Regions from separate parts of the Mus musculus genome. Here regions 2 and 3 are each linked to region 1. The links are chromatin contacts, called in public HiChIP or PLAC-seq and promoter capture Hi-C maps. All regions are on one chromosome and are shown on one strand. Each heading gives the region's core, a stretch centred on a gene start, on an enhancer-like site or on the middle of the called end of the contact. The rest is flanking DNA. Distances are from core to core; before and after follow the strand shown.

The links. HiChIP or PLAC-seq counts read pairs in DNA pulled down with a chosen protein or histone mark. Capture Hi-C pulls out chosen DNA fragments and counts their contacts.
Region 2: a promoter capture Hi-C map of adipose tissue shows a contact between it and region 1. The contact joins the promoter of Ivd here to the promoter of Ankrd63 in region 1. A contact is called at or near these places in 21 of 39 promoter capture datasets (the 3T3-L1 cell line, 3T3-L1-derived adipocytes, the C10 cell line and 13 more), 11 of 484 Hi-C or Micro-C datasets (B cells, Th1 cells, bone marrow-derived DN3 thymocytes and 7 more), 9 of 115 datasets of contacts at active chromatin or transcription factors (bone marrow-derived macrophages, craniofacial prominence, embryonic basal ganglia and 6 more) and 4 of 9 other capture datasets (adipose tissue, liver, macrophages and 1 more).
Region 3: a contact with region 1 is called in an HNF4G HiChIP or PLAC-seq map of pancreatic cancer cells. The contact joins the enhancer-like site here to the promoter of Ankrd63 in region 1. A contact is called at or near these places in 4 of 39 promoter capture datasets (the C10 cell line, the HPC-7 cell line, embryonic stem cells and 1 more), 1 of 484 Hi-C or Micro-C datasets (liver), 1 of 115 datasets of contacts at active chromatin or transcription factors (pancreatic cancer cells) and 2 of 9 other capture datasets (adipose tissue and liver).

Annotation. Positions count from the first base shown.
Region 1 is chr2:118,702,136-118,705,368 of GRCm38.p6, forward strand. Ankrd63 (ankyrin repeat domain 63) reads right to left here and starts at 1,828. Exons shown (of 1, transcript NM_001081971.1): 1 at 1-1,828. The coding sequence starts at 1,303. The coding sequence ends at 131. It also overlaps a transcript of Plcb2 not described here.
Region 2 is chr2:118,860,055-118,863,510 of GRCm38.p6, forward strand. It overlaps Ivd (isovaleryl coenzyme A dehydrogenase), which reads left to right and starts at 1,940. Exons shown (of 12, transcript NM_019826.4): 1 at 1,940-2,113. The coding sequence starts at 1,967. It overlaps Gm39913 (a long non-coding RNA gene), which reads right to left and starts at 1,800. Exons shown (of 2, transcript XR_866660.2): 1 at 945-1,800.
Region 3 is chr2:118,519,397-118,522,734 of GRCm38.p6, forward strand. No RefSeq gene overlaps it. Among named protein-coding and RNA genes, the nearest start is that of Gm32684, 22 kb to the left of the region's middle. Within about 2 kb of position 1,360, at least 195 of the 459 cell types and tissues checked have an H3K27ac peak or open chromatin away from gene starts, as enhancers often do. A contact at or near this core is called in the HPC-7 cell line, adipose tissue, liver and 1 more, where this site is marked.

The sequences.
Region 1 (3,233 bases), core at 578-3,077:
AAATCTCCCTTTAGCAGTGGGGACAAAGGGTGGGCAGAAAACTGCAGAGAAAGGGAGGACTTGGAAGAATGGGAGACATCTCAGTAGCTAGAGACAGAGTGAACTTTACAGGGCGCGACCTTCGTGCTCCTTACCGCTGAGCCTGCAGTACCACAGCCTCTGTGCCCGCCTGCCAAGGCTTTGGCCCAGGCACTGAGAAAGGCAGAGCGTTGTTCTCTAATTCTGGGCCACTCTCAGGCCCTGAAGCCTCCCCGACCAGGCTGGGGATGTCTGGAGCTGTGGACCGTCGGCGCAAACCCAGGCGGCCAGAGCCGGGGCAGCCCTCGGGATGAGGACTAAGGCCGACCGGGGCTTGCATTAAGGCCAGTGGCGCTCCCTCCAGCACCTCCTGCGAACGCCACCGCCCACTCCCCGAAGACTGGGGTGAGTTTGGTCGAGCCATCAGAGCTCCTGCCCTAAGGCGTGCTGTCTCCTCCTCGGTCATGGTACCCAGAGCTAGGCTCATGCTCCGGCCCAACTCTGGTCTCTCATTGCCTTGTGCCCTATAACGGACCGAGCCCTTGCCAGCAGAGGCAAGCTCGCCTCCGTGGCCGTGGCCATGGCCGTGACCGTGACCGTGGCCGCCGGCAGCTCGCGCAAACCGTGCCAAAAGAGGGCGCGGTAAACGACGGGGACTGGGTCGTCGCCGCTCTGGGCTGGGCGCCGGGGCAGGGTGGCCAGGGGGACTGTCGGAGTTGGAACCCCGGGCCGCTGCCGCAGCGGCTGCCCGACCCCAAGGCCCGGTGAGGGCTTGCACACAGGTCCCGTGGCCGCGGGAGGCAGCCAGCTGCAGTGCGGTGAGGCCCGCCCGGTTGGTGCGGTCAAGGCGTAAGCCCAGGCGGCGGAAAGAGCGCACCAAGAACTCCAGCACCGCCCCGTGGCCGCACGCCGCCGCCCACATCACCGGGCTGTTGCCCGCCGAGTCCGTCGCCTCCGGATCGCCGCTGAACTGCACCAGGAGCTGCACGGCGTCTAAGTGGCCTCGCTCGCAGGCCAGGCTGAGTGCAGTGCGGCCCCGCTCGTCCCGCAGGTTCACGGCTGCACCTTGCTCCAGCAGCAGTCGCACGAAGCGCGAGCGCATCGCGGGGTCCGGCAGCCCCACGGCCACCATAAGCGGCGTCCGGCCCTGCTCTGCGCGGCAGTCGATGATGCTGCGGTCCAGCGCGTCCAGCACGAAACGGGCCAAGTGCACTTTGCCGGCCTGCATGGCCTCAAGGAAGGTGCGCGTCCCCGCTCGGGGACACAGGTCCTTGGGCTTGAGCATGGCTCCGGCCGCCGCGCCCCGGAAGTCCGACGCACGGGGGCGCCCCTGTTCCCTCACCCCACGGGGCTACGGCCCCGGCCCGGACACCGGTACCGCTCTTTCCAAGCGGCGTGTAGGTGGCTGCAACCAAGTGTCCTGCAGTTCCCGCTCAGGTCTCCCTACCGCTCGGCTGCCTCGCCGCTCCCAGGGCGTCTTGCTTTTCCTCCCTGGCCCCCCACGCCTGGAGGTGTGGGCTGCTGGCTGCTTCGACTCCCGCTCAAGCTCCAAGCTCGGCCTCCTCAACTCTTGGGCCCTCTTCCCTGTATCCGACGCCCCTTGGTCCCTCGTGGCTTGGAGCAACGCCACTCACCCGCACCCCGGGCAGCCCCTGCTCCCCTGTTGAGCGGGTGGCTCCCGCCTGGCGCGCCTGCCTCCTGCCTCGGCGGGGAGCGCCGCTCCTCCAGCTCCCAGAGCCTCTCCCCGCCTCCTCCTTTCTTGCGGGGGCCGGGACGCTTGCTTTTTTACTTGGGGGGCTCGGCGGCTCCTGAGGTGCCCGACGCCTAGATACCTGGCTTTATAGCTTCAGGGGTCTCCATGGCAATGGCTGCTCTGGAAGCAGACTGCACCTTCGGGGCAGAGACGGACAGGGCAAGGGAGACCGCCCCTGACCCCCACCCCTTCGTGGGCCACGAAGTTGGGGAGCGGCTCCTCCTCCGCGCTCCCCTGGGAATGCGGCGGCGGTTGCGGGGCGGGGGTGGAGGCTGCTCGCCGGGGGCCACATGCACCCGGCGGGGCCAATCCTAAAGTCTCAGTCATCTTTCCCCGCCCCCCGCCTCCGCCGGAATCGGTAGCCTCCGCTGCTTAGAAACTGGCGGGAGCTCCTGCCATCGGTTTTAGGTTAAAGGGACTGGGACCCCACGAGGACAGGACTGGACAGTGCACCAGCTTGAGGTGGGCAAGAGACAGAGGAAAAGTAATTTGGGGTATGAGGCATTTGTGCTCCGGACTGAGGGCGCTCAGTCTGGCTGATAACTGCCATCTAAAGTGCAGCGAATCACAGCCACACACAATTGTGCCTCCCGCACGCGCTCACTCAGAGAAGGGCGGGGGTGCATTCTCCAATCTCAGACGTCTCCAAACCTGACAGCGCGCCCGCGTGCCAGCTCCACGGTTGATCGGTCGCTGTGGAGCAAGTTGACTTAGACACTGGCCGCTCTGACCCAGGGCAGGTGCCTTAGGACCCGAGAGTATGCAGGCATTTGGACTTCCCAGGCACTACCTCCTATCTCCTCAAAGATGGGCTAGTTAGGGTCTAGGAAAGGACAAAAGACACAAGCAAGAATTCCCTGACAGGGCTGGGTTCTCTTGAGCACAAAACCATCTTTAGGCCACAGAGCGCTAGACCTGGCCCCTACAGAAAGGAGACAGCCTGAGATTTTTTTTTTTTTTCAATCAGATGTGTGGAAAACCTACTTCCTTTGGACAATCAGCTCATGGGCGCTAGAGACGGGGAATACTGAAGGCCTAGCAGAGTCTTACAATGAGTGCCCCACAAGCTCCCAGGACTAGAGAAAGGGCTTGAGAATAGTTGAAATGGAGTTTATTTGTAGAATAAGTGAAGAGCTAGGGACTTTTCGCAGCTGGTCGAGTATTTGCCCAGTATACACGAAACGATTGGTTTGATTCATTCCCAGGATGAAGCCAGGTGTGGTGCTATAAGCTAACAACCCAGCACTTGAGAGATGGAGGCAGGAGGCTCAGAAGTTCCAAGATCATCCTCAGCTACAGTTAGGTTGAGGCCAGCCTGGGCTACATGAGACCCTATGGTTGTGTTTCCAGCAATGGGAAACACAGATGCACAAACTGAATGAATGAGACTTGTCTTCTCAGTCAGGAAGACGAACCCAGGACTGAGAACATCTGCTAAATGCAAACTCAAAACAGCCATTGG
Region 2 (3,456 bases), core at 690-3,189, 160 kb after region 1:
GCTCTTTGAGCTTCTGGCCCATATTTCCTATAAAGCAACGCTTCACATCCCACACGGAGGTCAGTAACGAAGACTCAAGGTTCCCTCATTCTGTAGAGGGGAGGCTGAGGAGAGACAGAGCAGCCTTAGCTGTAAAACCCTTCATTACACCCATTCTCTTGTCTCTCAAGAGATCTAGGACAATCTCAAAATATCTAAAGAAGTCACTTCAACCAGAGTAGAAATAAGAGGAATGTGATTTTGTGTGTTTTCATTTTTATGCTTTTACTGGTCTCTTGTAGCCCAGGCTGGCTTTGAACTCCAATCCTCCTGCCTCGGTTTTCCAAAGGCTGAGATTATAGGTGTAGAAGCTGCTCTGTGATTGGTTTTTGACCTATCTTTAGGGAGGGCTCAGAATGCAGCTCTTTCCAGTTGTGGGAGGGGCTAAATTAGAATGTGAGACCAGGTAGGAAAAGTCAGATGTGGTAGGGACAACTAAAAATGAGCATGTGGCTCTGAGTGCTATGCCATATAATTAAGTATGCAATCATTTTTATTATAATTTTGATTGCTGGGGTTGAACCAAAGCCTTGGGTACTCAAGTGGATGCCTTACATCGCACTGTACCCCCTGCCCAGTGAATATGCCTCATGATGACATTGTAGTGGGGAACACTGTTCTCATTTTCAGGTGATAAAAGACACAGCAAGGATCCAAGCAATGTGTTCAAAGCCCCCTTCCTGGACAGAAGTGGAAAGGGGATTAAGAGATAAGAGCCTGGCTCCTGTCAGTCTTTCTTCTTCTGGACACAAAAGACAGATCTCCCCTCAAAGGCACTAAGTTTATTTTAAGCCAATACGAATAACCATGACATGAGCAAAATTCGGGTTGCCCTTAATGACGTACTCCAGTGTGGAATAGCTACAGGATATGTTCTTAGCCACAAAACCAAAGACTGTACTTACCAAAGACCTTGTGCCAACACTGGTCGGTGAGTTACTCCAGGGAAATCTCTGATATTATCTGATGACATACTTAGATGACATACAAGATGTTCTTGGTTTGTACAAGTTAGTAGTCTGCTAAATGAATAAATTCCAGGTGGGTGTTATCCACTTGTAGTGGAAGCACTCGTAAGAGAGAGGCAGGCAGATCTCTTTTGAGTTCAAAGTCAAAAAGTTCCAGGACAGCCAGGGCTACATAGAGATCCTGTCTCTGATTAGTGAACTAATTTAAAATAAAATTTCCTACCTGATGGTCAAGAATACTGGGTCAGTTAGGTGGGTTGGAGATAAACGGCTACTTAAAGGAACTAAAGATACTCAAATATAATTTTGGCTGTGAATCTGCAACAGCCCAACACCCACAATCACAAAGTTCTAATTAGTTTGCAGAATCTTCACTCAAGTGATTTTTTTCAGGGAACCCCAAACACCATTCTTCTCTTCCTGCCCTGTCACCCCAATAAGAAAACGTTCTTACAGAATCCGAGGGCAGAGAATCCTGGGCAACCTCTTTCGCTTAAGGAGGAACCAAAACCTATTACATAACAAAGCAAATTTTGCTGTTTTCAGTCAGTGGGGACTCTAGAACAAAAGATTCTTTAACAGACCTTCACACCTCCAGATCTGTTTGGACAGTTTATCCCTCCACATTAGGCATCTGCGTTGGAGTACTTGCTTTCCCACAAAGATAGTCTTGTGCCGTTCAAGATTAAAATCTTAACACGAGATACTACTATACTTTCTTGTATGCAAGAAAGACACTTAGGAAACAAGTACGGGAGGTAGCCAGCACAGGAGCCAGGGCTGGCTGCCGCCTCTCGGCTGATTGGCTTGCATGGTTGCAAGGGCAGCAAGGCCTTCGGCTGGCTTCCGAGAACGATTGGCTACTGAAGCCCCACCCCCTCCCTGATTGGACAAAGTGTTGAAACTAGGATTGGTGGAGCGTAAGCTAAACCAGTCCAAGCTCCTGGTGCACCGCAGAGATGGCGACTGCAATCCGGCTGCTGGGACGGCGAGTTTCCAGTTGGAGACTGCGGCCATCACCGTCGCCCCTCGCTGTCCCGCGGCGGGCCCACTCGATATTGCCTGTGGACGATGATATCAACGGGCTAAACGAGGAGCAGAAGCAGGTAGGAAGGCCGGCCCCAGGACATGTCCCAGGTCTTACCCAAGTGACTTGTGCCTGCCAGGCCTTGGAAGCGTTTCGTAGAAGCTAGGGAGAGGAACTGCGCGCCCTCTCCCTACTAATATTTGAGGGAGACAGCAAGACAGGGGGATTCCTGGCTTTGAACTCCAGCTAGGAGGAGATAAAAGAGTAAGGACCAAACCTGGAAGACTGGTGGTGTTTGGGTGGGCAGATTGGTTGGCCCTACTTCTAGTGGCTCTCATGAATCTGAAAACACTTACACCCCAACCTGTTCTCTCTCTCTCTCTCTCTCTCTCTCTCTCTCTCTCTCTCTCTCTCTCTCTCGCTCACTCTCGCTCTCCTTCTCCCTCTCGCTCTCCCATTCTCCCCTTCCTTGGGGTCTCAGTATGTATAGCTTTGGGTGGCCTGGAAGGCATTAAACTAGTACTTGAACTCTACTAGTGAACTCTTGCTTTTGCCTCAAGAGTGATGGGATTAAAGGCATGGGCCACCATACCTGGCTTGTAAGCAATGGTTCTCAACTTATGGTTGAAGTTACGCATGACCCATAGCTACCAGGGCAATTTGCTTTTTCAATGGAAGACTTTAAAGAATTCTGAAATGCCATCTTAAGTTTGTTTTCTTCCCCTCTTCAAGGCATAATGCACAAAGCTGAAAAAAAAAAAAAGAGCTTGGTTGCTGGGCAGTGGTGGCGCACACCTTTAATACCAGCACTCGGGAGACAGAGGCAGGTGGATTTCTGAGTTCGAGGCCAGCCTGGTCTACAGAGTGAGTTCCAGGACAGCCAGGGATACACAGAGAAACCCTGTCTGGAAAAAACAAACAAACAAAGAGCTTGGTTAACCTACTCTTATTGCTAGGTTTAACTCTCTTCCCTAATCGAAGCCAATGAATAATTTCCAGGGATGCCTTGGGTCCTGCCTATCTATCTATCTATCTATCTATCTATCTATCTATCTATCTATCTATCTATCTATCTAGATATCTAGATATCTATCTAGATATCTATCTAGATATCTAGATATGTATGTATATGAAGCAACTGCTGTAGATTGCCTAAGAGATTGCTGAGGAGTGATGGTTTCACACACAGTGTGTCTGAGTCAGATGCTATACCAAGGGCAAGTATTGCTATGAATAACCTTAGTGGAGGAAGGGAGTGGAGCCCCTAGGCACCTTCTGGAATTCTAAGAAAGAAAGAAAAGTGAAGAACCAGGGTACAGTTACAATCAAATCAAACCCACACTCCATCAGAGTAAATAACTCAATGTCCAATATCTAGGGTTAATCATGACCTTCTGGGCTCCTCTAAGGGGCTTGAGTCAC
Region 3 (3,338 bases), core at 110-2,609, 180 kb before region 1:
CACTCACAACGAGAAAGAAGAAAGTCTTCAGGGTACAAACAGAAAAAAACAGAACAAAACAAAACAGGTCCTTCTCAGCCAGACCTGACACCAGACGTTTCTAGAAGCCTCCACAGTTCAGGTCATTTCCCTACGCCAGGAAAGAGAACTTTCTTTCCTACTGTTAGTAACAAACAAACCAAACAAAGGGCATTGCTCATTAACTCATTATGTACACACGCGAGCGCACACACACATTCATACACATTCACACAAACACACAGATACACTTATACACACTCACACACACACACATATACATACACAAACACTCATATCCACACTTACACAAAAGAAAACAAAAACTTATTATTCTTTAAAGAAAGAAAGAAAGAAAGAAAGAAAGAAAGAAAGAAAGAAAGAAAGAAAGAAAGAAAGAAAGAAAGAAGAAAATATCACTTTCTTCAAGGGTTAAATAATGGGATCTCACTAGGAATATCCAGAAGGTTCTGTCTCTTTGCCCTGAAAACTCTGCTCATCCTTTTGTTTCTTGCAAGCTTTATCTTTGGCCCCTGGGGTCTCCTGTAAGAGATACTTTAGAAAACAGAGAAGTTGTGGCCAGCTGCTGGCTTCCTAGTATTTTCCCCTCTAAGGCATTTCCCTAAACTCCTTAAAGTCCCCCCTTTATACAAAGTGAGGATTTGTTCTCTCTACACAGACAGTCAAGAAGTCCCCCTAGAAAGCAGTTTTCGCTACTGTAGCTGTTTGGAATTGGCTCCACAGACGTAAACAGGGTCAACTGGGGCCAGAGAGGGTGGCTGTTTCGTTTTAAAGCTCTGGTTAAGAGTGAAAACATGTGACTCCAGCTCGGCCAGAAACAAGGCAGCCTTTGTGTACACTGCAGCAGAGCCAGCAAGTGTGAGTGAGTGGCAGTCCTGAGGCTACACACATGGGCAGGCACAGAAGGCTGGTTCAAAGGCTCTGGTGGGATGCTACTAGGGGCAGGTTAACTCTTTGTTGGAAGGTCTATGCGTTATTGAGGAGCCAAGCAGGTATTTCTTGGGGTGGGGGGCAAGACAGAGACAGAGAGACAGGGTAGGGGTGAGTGACCTTGCAAAGGGACACAGTATCCCTATACCCAGCTAAGAGGCAGCCCAAAGCCATTAGAGAAATGTCTGGGGTGGTTTGAAAGATTAACCACAGCATGCCCTTGTCTTCACATGTAAACACTGCAGGCTAGCCCATTCCCAGCATCCCCTTAGCTCGCCCTCTGCTCCTGCATGGCTGGGGACCTGGAGAAGACCTCAGGACAGGCCTAGCCACTCCTTGATTCTTCCCAGGAGTGGAAGGGTGATTGTTGGCAAGCCACTGCCAGACGAAGTGTCAGTCCACTGACTCAGCCTACCCTGGCTGCACCCTCAGGCACCAGCAGCCATGTGCACTGGGCTTCACCAAGGTAGAAAGGACCCTTGAAAACTCTGCCTGTGACCTCCCACACAAGGCAGGTGGCCCGCCATCCTGTGCTGCTGATAGCTGCTTACTGCTCCCGTGGCTAGTGTGCCCTTCCCCCAGCTGCATCTCAGCCCAGAACTCCAAGCCCTCTTGCTTGGAGCCTTGTGGCACCAGGAAGAAAGGAAACAGCTTAGTTTTGTCATACAAATCCCGGGCTCCTGGACTATATAGGGAGAAGGGAAGATGGTGGTGATGGTCTTATTGAACACCACACCATTAGCACTTATGAGGTTACTCTCAGGATGAGTTTTCATTGCCTTTTTCTAGAGATTTCTGAACTCCTGGTCAGAGTCAAGGTCTTTGCTAGGGGGTGGAGCTATGGTGAGGAATGAGACCAGTTATCACAGGTCCCATCAGGCCCCTCCAGGGCCCTCTTGTCTATCTAGGTATGTCCAGAGCCACTCACCCAACCATAGCTATTGGTGATCAAGAAAATAGTACCTAGCTGGGCACAGTGATAGACACCTTTAATCCCAACATTCAGGAGGCAAAGGGTGGTGGGTATCTGAGTTCAAAGCCAGCCGGGTCTATATAGTGAGTTCTAGGACAGCCAGAGCTCCATAATGAGACCTTGTCTTAAACACTGTCCCCAAAGGAGAATGGTGTCAGACGTTAGAGAGATGACTTACTAGTTGGAGGTACATGCTTCTCTCGCAGGTGATCCAGGTTCTGTTCCAAGCACCTACAAAACTCCAGTTCTAGGGGAGCTGGTGCCCTCTTCTGGCTCCTGTATACTAGGCACATACCAGTGCACATACATTACACAGAATAAAAGAGATAAATTTGGAAAGGAAAGAGGGGAGGGGGAAGGAAAGGGGGAGGAGAGAGAGAGAGAGAGAGAGAGAGAGAGAGAGAGAGAGAGAGAGAGAGAGAGAGAGAGAGAGAGAGAGCCATCACTCTTTTCTTTGGGGAAGGATCATTGAAGTTTCATGCTTGGAATGGCCAGCTGTGGGACATTGACTGGATCCTGGCCCTGGTGTCAGCAAAGAGACTTCTTCCTAGCTTTGATCTTACCAGACTTGGGGGCTGGAAGGTTCTCTGTGATTCTGTTTAAAATAATGCCCATTTCACTCGAGTATATTCACATTTTTTCAGAGCTTCTGAAATTGGTGCCTGGGGCTCATCGGCACTTGGTAAATGTGTGTTAGAAATGAGGTGACCACCAGGCATTGAACCTTCTCCACTTCAAAGTCAGAATCATCGGGCATAACCCTGGGCTCACTCGGGTGACAAACAAGAAACTTATATCAGGGACACGCAGACCTCCTGGCCTCTGCCTGTACCTGCTATGGGTCTCCCATAGCCTCAGGCCATGTTTTCCTATACTTTCAAGGTCTGATTAGTTCCCAGACACTAATTTAGGATGAGCCTTGAAACAACATGATCAGAACTTCCTTGCTGTGTTTATGGGAAGGCACCCCTCTTTAAGTTGGATAAGAGTGCTATAAAGACTGGCCACAAATACCCTGTCTGGACTGGAGTCGTGGCTTCTGAAAGAACCAGCCCATTGTCATGGCTTTGGTCTCTGAGTGTGTGGACAGGAAGTGTGGGCCCCTTACATCAGGAATGCAGTCTGATAAACACAAGTCTCCAGTGATTGCACAATTCTCCTTCACGGTACACAGAGGGTGAGGCACACAGGATGCAGAAGCAACATCTCTCAGTGTGGATAAAGGGAAGGATGGAATGAAGAAGGTTTCCTTGTGCTTCTAAGCCTCTGTGGTGCTTTTTTTTAGGCTTGTTGCTTTACAATAAGGTAGTCTTTATTATGTGTAAAAATCTCTCTTAGCTGGGCACAGTGGTGAAGGACTTTAATCCCAGCACTCAGGAGGAAGAATTCCAGGCCA